Linked DNA regions of Zea mays: region 1 is linked to region 2. The links are chromatin contacts, called in public Hi-C maps. All regions are on one chromosome and are shown on one strand. The core of a region is the stretch at or near the end of the contact, and the rest is flanking DNA. Distances in the headings are between cores, read along the strand shown. Region 1 holds the start of LOC100281723 (triacylglycerol lipase like protein). Region 2 holds the start of LOC103627492.

Region 1 (6,340 bases), core at 773-3,272, 350 kb after region 2:
CCACGAAGGCGACGTGCATTAGCCTAGGCACCCATCCGTCCGGCCATCCCGGGTGGGCCGTGTGGTGGTTAGCGTACGTGGCCAACTCAACTCACCCGCGCTTTCGTTTCTCGGGGGATCGCTGCCGCTGGCAACTGAATGACCCCGATCGATCGCTTTCCATCACGTTCCTCACATCACACACTGCATTGTTCACGCCATGGCTAGCTATCCCCTTATTTTATCGACGTAGTCCCCCCTCCCTTGTTGCTCGTCCCCGTCGTCGTCCATGGCGTTTTTCACCACGTAGTACGGTGACGACCCACGACTACTAGCTAGACCAATCCACCATCCTGCCAGCTGATTGGCCATCACCGGGCACCATTTGATCACACGCCTCTAGTACCTGGATAAAAATAATCACACATGCTTGGTCCATTGACATTTCGGCGCTCGGAGTGCGCGCGCGTCAGGTCACTTGCCCACGCGCATGCGCCTCTGCTGCTTCTCCTCGTCTCGACCTCCCGTGCGTCAAATAAGACGAAGGTGATTCGCGCTTCGCAGATCCACTCTCAGGGTCAGGTTATTGAACCGCTGCCTAACTTGAAAAAAAAAAGGAGTCGCAACCACGCCACGAGCACCATGTTTGTTTGGTTTTATTGTTTTTCTAATAGAAAAAAGGTTCTTTTACGAAAGAGAGAGGGAGACAGGGAAAAAAAGAAACGGGAAACAATTGGAAAAGCAGCTCCTGCTGAAAACGTCTTTCACTACAGCAGCAGCAGCGCTGTCTGCAACGAACGGATAAAAAGGCGAGCCGCCAAAGCGCGGAAACCGACTGGATTGGACCGCCAAAGTAGGACCGCAGCACATGCCAATGCCCTGCGTCCGTCCCATGGGCCATGGCCATACCATACCACACGAGGCGGTTAATTAGCGAGAGTTGGATGGATCTGAGTATCTGACTGACCTCCTCCTAATCGTATCCCAGTTCAAACTATAGTGCGGTTGCGTTTCAAAGCGTATCCTGGGCCAACGACCGGCACGCCCCCCGGTCCGTCCGCGGACGTACATACGGAAAACTAATAAAACTTGGCAACCAACTCCTCCTCCTCCTAGCAAGGATTTGGATTTCTTTTGAATCCTTTGACGTTCGTCTAAACCAAGGTAGCTAGGACCAGACCGACTTGTTCTTATTATATGGACACGATTTGTTTATTACGCGAAACGATCGGTACGGACGTTTAAGGATTGCTCGAACATGCGTGTCTGCGGCGGATGGGAGAGCTAGATCTGATCGGGCCATCACGTCGTCGATCCGGGAACAAAGCCGGAGGCTTGCTACTGGTAGCTGGGACAAACACGGTGGTTTGACCTGACAAGCCGATTAGCTGCCTGCCTTCCTGTTCCTACCTAGCTGCACTGCGATTAGAGAGTCAACGCTGCTTGCATCGGAGAACGGACGGACCCCCGGATGCGTGTGTGTGTGTGTGAATCCAGGCCCACGCGCGGTCCTCCGCTAGCTCTAAACATTTTACCGAGACCGGACCCGGACCAGATACCGTACGCGACTTTGGGTGCGCACCGCCATGTGGACACGCGCTCTCCTCGGCGAATACTAAACATTTTATCTGCTCCTGCTCGCGCATGCATGGAGCTGACGGAACTCGCTCGCCGAGTCAAGGCGGCGGCAAAGTCCAAGGCACCCGCCCGGCCCGCGCCGCGCACCGCGTAGGCGTGTAGCTAGCTTGCCGCGGCTGGCTGGCTGTCAGTGTCAGGGTCGTGGACTAGTCGGCAGGCAGCTGGCAGCCAGAGGCAGAGTCAGTTCGGGAATCGGGAGGATCGGCGGCAGGTGCCGCGCCCTGACCAGCAGAGCAGGGCTTCCCGCGCGAGTTGCGACCTTGTCTCGCGTGTCTGTGCCTCCCTCGGGGCCATGGAATCGCCACGTCCCAATCGCTCGCTAGTGGCAACCACTCCATTAAATAAATCACCCTCCGCCGTGGCCGCTTCCCATCCTCCACCCCGGTTATAAAAACCCGTCGCCCGCCGTGTCACCTCACATTTCGGAAGCTAGCTAGCTCTGCCCTCTGCTCGGGGCTCCTCCTTCCCAGTAACAACTAACAAGTCTACACACAGGGGACACCACAAGTACATCGCCACCGACGGAGGAGGAACAACAAGAACCCCGATGACAATTGCAGCCGCGGTGACCGCGCCCACGTCCGCGCCAGTGCACGTCGCGCCGCGCCACGCCAGCCCCGCGGTCCAGCCGCGCGCCGCGCCGCGCAGGGAGCCGTCGCCGCTCAACCCCAACGCGCCGGCGCAGGCGCTCCGCTCGGCCAGCCCCGGCGGCGGCGGGTCTTCCGCGGCCCCGGACGGCGCCAGGGCTCACATCGCCAACCTTGACAAGGTGCTCGGGAAGCCGCCGCAGGTGCCGAGGCCCGCGAGCCACGCCGCCGCGAGCAGGCAGGGCCAGGGCCAGGGCCAGGACGGCGAGCAGGAGCCGCTCAACGTCCGGCACGGCCTGCTCAACGCGCTCAACCTCTCCTTCTTCGTGCCCATGCCCGGGATGCGGGCGCGGACGGCCGCCGACGAGCACATGTCGCCGCGCAGCCTCATGCACATGCAGCAGCTCCTCTCCGCCGACTCCCCGCGGGCCTCCCCGCGGTGCACCATCGCGCCGCGCTGGCGCAGCCTCCACGGGGAGGGCGGCTGGGAGGGCCTGCTCGACCCGCTGGACTCCGACCTCCGCCGCGAGCTCCTCCGCTACGGCGACTTCGTGCAGGCCGCGTACCAGGCCTTCCACTCGCTGCCCACCGCGTCGGCGAGGCACCGCGGCCTCATGCTCCCCGACCGCTCCTACCGCCCCACGCGCAGCCTCTTCGCCACCTCCGCGCTGTCCATGCCGCCGTGGGCCAAGCGCCCCAACACGCCCGAGTGGCTCACGCAGCAGTCCAACTGGGTCGGCTACGTCGCCGTCTGCGAGTCGGAGCGGGAGGTCGCCCGCATGGGCCGCCGCGACATCGCCATCGTGCTGCGCGGCACCGCCACCTGCCTCGAGTGGGCCGAGAACCTCCGCGCCTCGCTCGTGCCCCTCGACGGCGGCGACAGCAGCGACGGCGCCGACACGCCGCCGCCGGAGCCAGAGCCCAAGGTGGCGCGGGGCTTCCTCAGCCTCTACAAGACGGCCGGGGACAAAGTCAGGAGCCTGTCCGAGGAGGTCATGGACGAGGTGCGCCGCCTCATGGACAAGTACAAGGGCGAGGAGCTCAGCATCACGGTCGTCGGCCACAGCCTCGGCGCCGCCCTGGCGCTCCTCGTGGCCGACGAGGTCGCCACCTCCATCCCCGACGCGCCCCCCGTCGCCGTCGTCTCCTTCGGGGGCCCCAAGGTGGGCAACGCCGCGTTCGTCGATAGGCTCGCCAGCAGCGGCAAGGTCAACGTCCTCCGCATCGTCAACGCCGGCGACGTGGTCACCAAGGTGCCCGGGGTGGCGCCGCGGCTGCCCAACAAGAAGGAGCAGTACCAGCACGTGGGCGCGGAGCTCCGGATCGACAGCAAGAACTCGCCGTGCCTCCGCCCGGATGCGGGGCCCGCCTGCCGCCACGACCTGGAGGCGTACCTGCACCTCATCGACGGCTTCACCGGGACGGGGCGCCCGTTTCGGCACGACGCGCGCCGCAGCGTCATCCGCCTCCTGCAGCTGCAGAGGGGCAACGTCAAGAAGGAGTACGTGAACCGGGCGCGCGAGCTCGGCGTCGACCCCGCCGCGCCGGCGGACGTCAGCCGGAGCATGGCGTACGGGAACTGCGCCGTCGCCAGCCCCTCGTGAGGGATCAAATTATTATTACGTCTCCTTCGGTGGACCGTCATGTAAATTTTGTAGGAGGGAAAGAAGAATTCTTTCGTTAGTTGCCGGTGCGATCCGGGAAAGATCTCCCGTCTTCCGTTTCGTTTCGTTTTGACATCGATGCATGTACAGGACCAAAAAAAAAAAACAGGCAAGCCGCAAGCGCAAGTGCGTGCGCAGCCCAATCAATAAGTGAAAGCGTGTCTTGATGTGTTCTTTGACGGGTGCCCCATTGTTTCTTTCCGAGAGAGACCGCCTACTCCATAAGTTGGATTTTTTCAACTCTTCGGAATGCTGATGTGAAAAAAAGAAGAGGAAGTAAGCTGTAAGTTTACAACTAGTTTATACAGGGAAGAAACTTTTTGAGAGAAGAAAAAATATAATAAAGCCGAGAAGATAAGGAAGGCAAGCCCATGGGGATGTAAAGAACCAACGTGGACGTCTAACTCATATATTTCCTTCAGTTCCGAATTAGAAGTCGTTTTAAACAAGATTTGAATTAAACTTATAAAATTTTGACTCCAAATAACCGTTTTATTATTTAGTTTTAAAATCTAATAGTCATATGTACCAATTTATATTAAAAAGTACTTATACAAAAATATAAATATATTAATAGTTCATGTGTATGTTAACAAAAAATGATAAAAACTATATTTTAGACACCGTGTTACTGTCCTAAACTACTTGTAATTTGGAACTGAAGGGAGTATGCTATAGCGCTTAACGGAGGTCTAGTCCAGTTGAAGTCCATCATGGATTTTAGAGCAGTCATAGATAAAATCGACGTCCATTACACATATACTATTTCCAATGACCCATATTTGCGTAGAGCCATAGAAAGATAAATCGATAAGCTCACCATTGTTAAAATTGAGAAACTCGATGGAACTGGATTGCTCAAAAAAAGTTGCAGTTGATGTGTTTGGCTACCTAGAGTTTAAAGTTAGAGCATGACAAACAAGGTATAATAATAAATAGATTTATTAGCAGACATATTTATAAATCACTACTACAAATTTCAGTTATTAATTTCTAGTACTAATATATTCAAACAAACTATTAGCAATCATCCTTTTCGAAACTTTTCGAAACAACTAACGCCCCGTTTGGATCACTAGAATTGAATTCCATTCTAATAATAGTAATTTAGACATATATTAATTAAGTTAATTCGCTTTTATATAAAATATATTTGTGTACTATTATTAGCAAGATGTCCTATATATTTATTTGCTACATTTTTACTATAGATGAATAGAACGAAGAGTGTCATCTAAGTTACAGAATAGAAACAAATTCTACTCATGCATAAAATTATTTCCTATCCTCTACCCTATGAATTTGAGATAGACTTATATCTGAACTTTGGAAAGTGATGGAATGCCAAATTCTAAACTAAATAAGTTACTTTATTGAGTGAATTTCAATTCCTTTAAAATGAAGGGATCCAAACGTCTCGTAATAGTAAACTAAATTGGACTATAGCGACTAGTTGACCAGATTGTACTAGTAAAATTCTCGTACAATATTACGATTTTTACTACGATGAAGTATAGAGTATAAAAAAGATATGTGTATTATGCATCCACCGGCCAGGGCTCAAAGACGTCCTTTCGCAGTTGGCACACATCAGAGTCCTACCAAGTGGCACCAAAGCTCGTTCTCCCGACCCCGACTGTCCCCAATGCGCAGTCCGCGAGGCCTCCTCACCGCCTCCGGCTACCTTGCGGGCCGGCACGCTCCGTCGCCCTCCGTGTCCACCACTGGCCACAACTCCCTACTCGCTCGCACCTTCCAAATCCTAGCCCAGCCGGAGTCCGTCCGTCTGCAGAAGCACCCGGCACCCAACTCCGGTCTGTGAACCTGCCATCTAGAAGCCACTGTCGTTTCTTAAAATTTTGATTGTTTTGGCAGCTGCTCTAAAAATTCCTCCTTTTGATTATTCTTTGACCTGGAACCCCGTTCAGGGATCTTAGAGCTGAGGCTGGAGCGGCCGGAAGTCAAGAACGCCATTAATTGGGATATGATGAGGATGCTGCGGAGCGCCATAGAGAAGATTCAGGCCGACACGACGGCGAAGGTCGTCCTTGTTGCGAGCTCCGTGCCGGGGGCTTTCTCTGCAGGCGCCGATCTCAAGGTCTGGACTATGCAGTTTGGTTTAGATGGGCTTAGCCGTTTGGATGTTGGGACACAATAAAATGAACATGACTTCGATTTCAGTAGAAGACAACCAAGAGTGGTTTAGGTGCATGTGCGTATTCCAGATTAGTTATTGATGATTAAAGAGCAGTTGTGCAATGCTATCAGCATAATAGACTGGTGAACTTTGAGTAATGCTGATATTGATGTTCGGAAATATTGTGTGCCATAGATTCAATTGTTAAAAGGAAAAGGAATGGTTGGAGTGCTGTGAAGTGGAGTGCGGAAAAGAAAGACTCGTGGCTAAAAAAGCCAGCACATAGAAGAGTCAGGTATCTTGAGGTGCGTCTAAGTATGTGTGACAAAATGATG
Region 2 (6,205 bases), core at 1,429-3,928:
AGTTAAAAAGGCACTGAAGTGAATTAACAGAGTCAGAGCAATTTTTACGCAGGTGCTGCAGAAGCAGAAGCAATGCGATATTCAGAGGAGAGTCTGAAGTTTAGGATAAATTTGGGGGGGGGGGGGGGGGGGGGGGGGGCTAAACAGTGAGGTATCTCAAATTTCGTTGATAAACAAATTACTTCAGTTAAAAAGGCACTGAAGTGAATTAACAGAGTCAGAGCAATTTTGACGCAGGTGGTGCAGAAGCAATGCGAGATCCAGAGGAGAGTCTGAAGTTTAGAATAAATTCGGGGGGGGGGGGGGGGGGGGGGGCTAAACAGTGAGGTGTCTCAAATTTCGTTGACATGATAATTCACCAAATTAATAAACAACTTACTCCAGTTAAAAAGGCACTGAAGTGAATTAACAGAGAGTCAGAGCAATTTTGACGCAGGTGGTGCAGAAGCAATGCGAGATTCAGAGTAGGGTCTGAAGCTGAGAATGAAATCAGGGGGGCTAAACAGTGAGATATTACAAATTTCATTGGCAGGGTCGAGAATCCGCAGAAGAACACTTGGCAATGAAATCGTAAAGAAATAGACGAATCTCACCTGCACAGGCGTCAAATCGAAGGAAAGGCGCGCATCGCTGTCCCTCCTCTGCGCGCAGACGCAGGAGAGCCCCCTCCCGATCCACGCCGTCGACCCCGTCACGACCTCCGCTGCAGCAACAGCGTAGGGACAGCACAGACCATAACCATAAGCATCGTCCCGTGGCGTGAGGCGGGAGCAACAACAGCCGCTATGTAAGAAAACAAACGAGGAACTATCCAAATCGGAGGCGAGGCGAGGCGAGGCACCCGAAGAGGAGTGGTGGAAGGCGGCGGCGCGGTCGGAGCCAGAGAGCCGGCGGACGGCGACGAAGGAGCCGGCGCTCCCGTCCATCCCTCTGGTAGAACAGCGACCCAGCTGGCCAGCTCTGGCCTCCCCACTTAACTTTGTTGGTGCCTAACTTTGTTCCCCGCTCCCTCTCTCCCAGCCTCTACGCGCGGGGGCTCATGGTGTCGTGCAGCCGGAGCTCCAACCGCGGGGGCACAAGGCGGGCGGGCAGATCCCGAGAAGGCAGGAGAGGAACGGGTAGAGGAGGGGGGCTATTGCTCGGCTTCGCGGCGGCCTTGCCTCGCCACTTCCGTCCGTTGGTTAGTTGGTTCGTTGGCGCTGGCTCCGCTTCGTCGTTCTGGTTGGGCGGCGCAGCGCTGCTCAGGCCTCAGGACAATGCTGGTGTGTGCTGGACGGTGCAGTGCTCCTGCCGCTGCTGCTTTGGATAAATCAATCAATATAGGGAAATGCTTCCGGCTTTGCCTTTGCTTGCTCGGTTCGCTTTTCTTCTCTCCTTTTTATTTTTTCCCCCGAGGCCTTTTCTCTTTACTATATTTTAATTAAACTATACCCTCCCATTTTATTCCTTTAATTTGGGGGGGGGGCATATATTCTCTTTCGCCTGCCCTTAATTCCTCCAAATTCAATATTTACGGATTTAACGATATGTACTATAAAAATCCTAATATACTTTTTTACTTGTTTCTGGTAGAATTAAGGCGGTTTGCCTTAGCAAAACTAAAATTTTCATTTTTATTGGACGTTCCGGTAATCTAGGTTGTAGGAGTGGATCGGCATGTTTGGAGGAGTAGGTCAGCGTGTTTTCGTGTTAATGTAGGTCACTGAGGGAGGCATCACGGGTTCCAGCCTAGCTCCATGAAATTTAAAGCTGAAACTATCGAGTATATTAAAAAGAATCGGCTCTCAATAACCGTGTTATAACTTTGGACTGGGCACAAATATATATAATAACTACTTTTGTTTTGTTTTAGAACTATATAGACTTATACAGTACAAGTCTCGGCGCTACACATACTCCTGCTGCCGTCAAGTTCTTTTTTTTAGAGGCATGCAGGCGGCTCGATTTTATTTTCAGCACGCATGCATTGTCTAACCCAATTATGGAGAACATTTTCGTTGGTGGGTAATCTGTTTCTGTTGAACCACCCGAGAGCGTCATGAAAGATCAAGGGAAGCAGACTGTACTGTCGGATCGCTTGAGCTGTCATTTTCTGGAGTTGCCGATGGCTTTTCTTTCTTTTTTCTTCTCTTAGGGCATGTTCCAACGAATCTTAAGCAAATTGCTTGTCTAATTTATATACTCCAGCTTTATCAGCTAGAACGAATTTGGAGGAATTCTGGATAAACGAACAGGCCCGCTCTACCACGCACCGTTGAGGCAGCACGACGGTGTGGTCCAGCATGCGATGCAACTACCACTACCAGTTCAACACCCGTCCCTCAGTGGACCTGTAGGACCTAATCCCACCCACTTTGTTTTCTTCAAAAGGCAGCGAATTCGTCGTCACGCTAATCATTTGATGTGCGACAGTTGAGACTACGCTTAAAGCGCCCATCTCCTTTTTAAAAACTAGTACGGAGTATTTTTGCATTAATTCGTCGGCACATTTTTCATACTACACGCGAGCAGGTAGCGATCGAAAGACGAAGGCACGTAGTACACGCCCCAGCACGTACAGTGGTCAGAACTAACCACGTCTAAACCACCGAGATTATTGTCATTATGGAACACGACAGAGTTGGTTTCGACGAAATGGAGGCATAGGGAAGGGCTTCGACAATTTGAAGACGCAGAGGACGGCCAAGCGCTGATATGGACATAAAAATCCCATTAGTTGTTATGGACACTAATTAATCTCCCGCCGTGAGAATAAGTCTCCTCCGCTCGGCTGCCGTCTTCAGCGCCGTCATCCCCAGGGGGCCGCGGTGCCGGACTCGGACGGCGAGATGGCCGCGGACGGCGGCGAGCCAGGAGGTGGCGGGAGCACGAGCACGCGCGCTCCTCTCCCCGATCCCGATATGTGTGCCTGGCTGCTTGCAACCTCCGTGGGATGGAGGCGGCGCGGCAGCAGCAGGAGGAGTGCCCGTGCGGCGAGGCCGAGTCCGCCGACCAGTTCGAGCGGCTCCACGACGCAGTGTTGCTCGACGTCCTCAATCGCATCGGCGACGTCAAGGCGCTCGGCCGCTGCGCCCTCATCAAAACTCAGCTTGTTCCCATGGTTTGATTTGAGGATTGGATGGAAAGCAGAGTATGTGCTTCCTGAGATTCATGGGTAAGTCTGAATCAGCACTAACGCTACTTAAATAAATTACTTATAATTATTATAAGCATTCGAGCAAAGATCCTAGTTCCTGAGAACAATTTGAACTCACGAACACTATGATCGACATATTTGCTCTACACAGGGCTGTTGGCGCAGGAGAACCAGCCTTCAGTATGAACTATAGAAAGTTGCATGCATCGATAGATCGGGTCGAGGCTATAGTTACTCAGTCAGATCGGTATTGATCTCCCAGCGCGGAAAGGCAAGGGAGTTTCTTGATCAATAACAAACACGTTGAGTAGATCCCAGGGTTACAAGAAGCATTCTGAAGCTCCGTGCCTGATGTACAGCAAATAACAAACACGACCGTGTCCAGCTCCATGTGGCGGCGCGCGATGTCGGAGAGGAGGGCGCGGGCGCGCTGCGCGAGCTCGACGCCGTCGAGGAGCGCCGGGAGGTGGAGCAGGCGGCAGGAGGTGGCGGGCCATGGAGAGAGCGCGCGCCATCTGGGAGCTACCCGCTGCGGGGCCGGCCAGGGCGTTTCTCTTCGTCGCCCACGGCTGCCGCTGCCGCCCGGAGAACTTCTGGCCGCCGTCCCCGCGCTGCCCGGGGTGCGTCGGCCTGCCAGAGGACGTCGCCATCACGGACCGCGCGCTGCGGAGGCGGTTCGCCGTGCTGGCCGTTGCGAGCGCCGGGGAGTGCTAGTCGCCGGGGAAGGAGGTCGACGTCGCCAGGCGGGTGATCCGGTCCTGGGCCGCCAAGAACGGGCTCGAAGGCCTGCCGGTAGCCGCCCTCGGCGCTTCGTCCGCGGGTACTTCGTGTCCAGGCTGGCGGCCAAGATGAGCCTCGTCGCCGTCGTGATTATGATCGCCGAGGGCGCATTCGGCAGCTCAGCTGGCGCGCTTCCGGCGGCTTACCCGTCCGCACAGCGGCGTCCTTCATTCGGACGGGTATGGAGGAGAACGCGACGGGTATGGAGGAGACCTAGCCATGGAGAACTGACGGCGACGGCGCTGGGGACGGAACCTGGTTTCAACGAGACTAATACTGCTCTGAACCTGTTAATAGAATAGTCATGTCCATTTTAGAGTGTTGGCTATGCCCAGCTTTTCTATAACGGAGAAACCCCCGCCTGAGCCTCTATTTCGTCGAAACCGCACCCGTCCTGTTTCATAATGTCAAATCTCTCCTAAACCACCGGGATGCACCGCCGAGCAAAGCTCCCCAGCCGGGAAAAAGGCGTCTCGCTCGGCTCGGCTCGCCCTCGCCGCGTGTGGGGGATCACCGAATCACGGGCCGACACCGCCGCCCTGGGCTCCTGCTACCCCCACTTTCCACGGCAGCCGCTCCCATCGCGGGAGGCGGAAAACGATGGATCGGGCGGGGGGCGGGGGCGCCCACATGCGGTGAGCGCGGATCGGATGGTCGGTGTCGCGGCGCGGTACGCCTCGTGTGGCGAGAGCGAGGGCGCCCGCGCGGGAGGGCGCAGCCTTTGTGTGAGGTCGCCGCGACCGACCGGCGTGTCGGGCCGGTGCCTGGGGGGCATGGGACGGGACGGGATTGGGATGTGATGATGCGTACGTCTGCCCGGATCGGAGTGCCGGTGCGCCGGGGCTGGCAGGCAAGCTGCTGGAACGGCATGTTCGGGTCAGAGGGCCCCGTGCTTCGAGTAGTATGGGCTTTGTGTGCTTGGAGCGGCATATTTGGATGGATCGGAGGACTGTAGCCCGTAACGACAAGGAAATGTGGCTACTTTGAATCTTTACTACTATAAATCTTTTGCGCATAAAAAGTCTACTAGTTATTACATATGTGTCGCTGATTCTAGCGAAGCTGTCGTCGCTGCGTCGTGGTCACGACTCCAATAATTCTTACTTCACTGGCCACGGAACCGGGTAAACGTAAATCTCTACCGAACGGAGGAGCTTTGATTCGCAGGCCTAGGTTAGGTCACATATCGATGTTGACCACACCTACATCTCGATCGATATATACATTATTATTATTATATTTCGATAGAGTGCGCTCGCTCCGCAACGTGTGTTCCGAAAGATTCTCGCTACCGGCTGAGTCATCTAGGGCACAGACAGCATCGCACATGCAAGGCAGATGCGCCCGCCTAGGTGTGGCCGCAGTACGTGTGCAAGTGCAGCGCACCACGGCACCGGGTCACTGTTCTCCCCGAGGCGTGGCCGCGTGGGAAGCGGCGAAGCGCTTCCTTTTTTTCCCTCCTCCATGCATGCATGCCACCGACGTATCGGTTCGTGCTTAGCGATCAGAGAGAACCATTTCAAATCCCAGGCACCCTGGACTGGAGCTGGTGCAGTGGAGATACCACCGCTGGATCGGTGGACAGTCGGGATCCACGAAAATGGAGCAGCGTCAGCGTGCAGCGATCTCCAAGTCCTGACTGAAGCTGCCCCTGAGCATGTCTATATATTGTGCAGTCACTCAGGCAGATGTTGGGCCGCCAACTCTATGGTCCATGGGCCTCGGCAACTTTTTTGTTTTAGTACAAAAAGAACCGATCCGTCAATTACTGGGAAACAGAACCGAACTGCCCCCTCCATCTTCTGCCGTCTCCCTCCCTCCGTCTTTCGTTGAGCTTCCCCTCCTGTAATTCCAGAGCCCTCAGCCCTCTAGTTCGTTCGACTTCAGTGCCTTCTTGGTGCTGGACTACTGGTTACTGGTGGAGGCAGCGTAACCGGCTGTTAACACCAGATAGCCAGAGACGCTATGGAACAGCTAAGAGCCCGTTTGGTAGCCTTCCGGCTCTGGCTTTTCTATTAAAGAAAAGAGCTCACCAAACATCATTTTTTAAAGCGGTGTACTGCCAAAAAAAAACTCCTAAAACCAGTAGTGTTGGTGTTTTGTATCTCGCTCCAAAGTAAATTTATTATACGCGTTTTGAGCTCCGGAGGGTGTGCGCGGAGGGCATAAGATTTATACTGGTTCGGACAAAATATCCCTACTTTCAGTCATCGGTGGCTTGCGCTAGCAGCACCATTGTTGATCAAACTTGTAGTAGGGGTAACAAGCAGCCGAGGGAGGGAAGAGAGG

Evidence for each region. Hi-C and Micro-C count contacts between places; a contact is called where the count stands out from the background.
Region 1: a Hi-C map of ear shows a contact between it and region 2, with 2.1 times the contacts expected there. The contact joins the promoter of LOC100281723 here to the promoter of LOC103627492 in region 2. A contact is called at or near these places in 4 of 25 Hi-C or Micro-C datasets (ear, endosperm, leaf and 1 more).

The regions. Positions count from the first base shown.
Region 1 is chr5:195,422,238-195,428,577 of Zm-B73-REFERENCE-NAM-5.0, forward strand. It overlaps LOC100281723 (triacylglycerol lipase like protein), which reads left to right and starts at 2,023. Exons shown (of 1, transcript NM_001154643.2): 1 at 2,023-4,042. The coding sequence starts at 2,165. The coding sequence ends at 3,808. LOC100193367 reads left to right here and starts at 5,437. Exons shown (of 8, transcript NM_001294165.2): 1 at 5,437-5,682; 2 at 5,797-5,966. The coding sequence starts at 5,514.
Region 2 is chr5:195,069,431-195,075,635 of Zm-B73-REFERENCE-NAM-5.0, forward strand. It overlaps LOC103627492, which reads left to right and starts at 2,679. Exons shown (of 2, transcript XM_008647783.3): 1 at 2,679-3,154; 2 at 3,288-3,639. The coding sequence starts at 2,829. The coding sequence ends at 3,390. It overlaps LOC100274345, which reads right to left and starts at 1,215. Exons shown (of 9, transcript NM_001148705.1): 1 at 842-1,215; 2 at 594-703. The coding sequence starts at 926.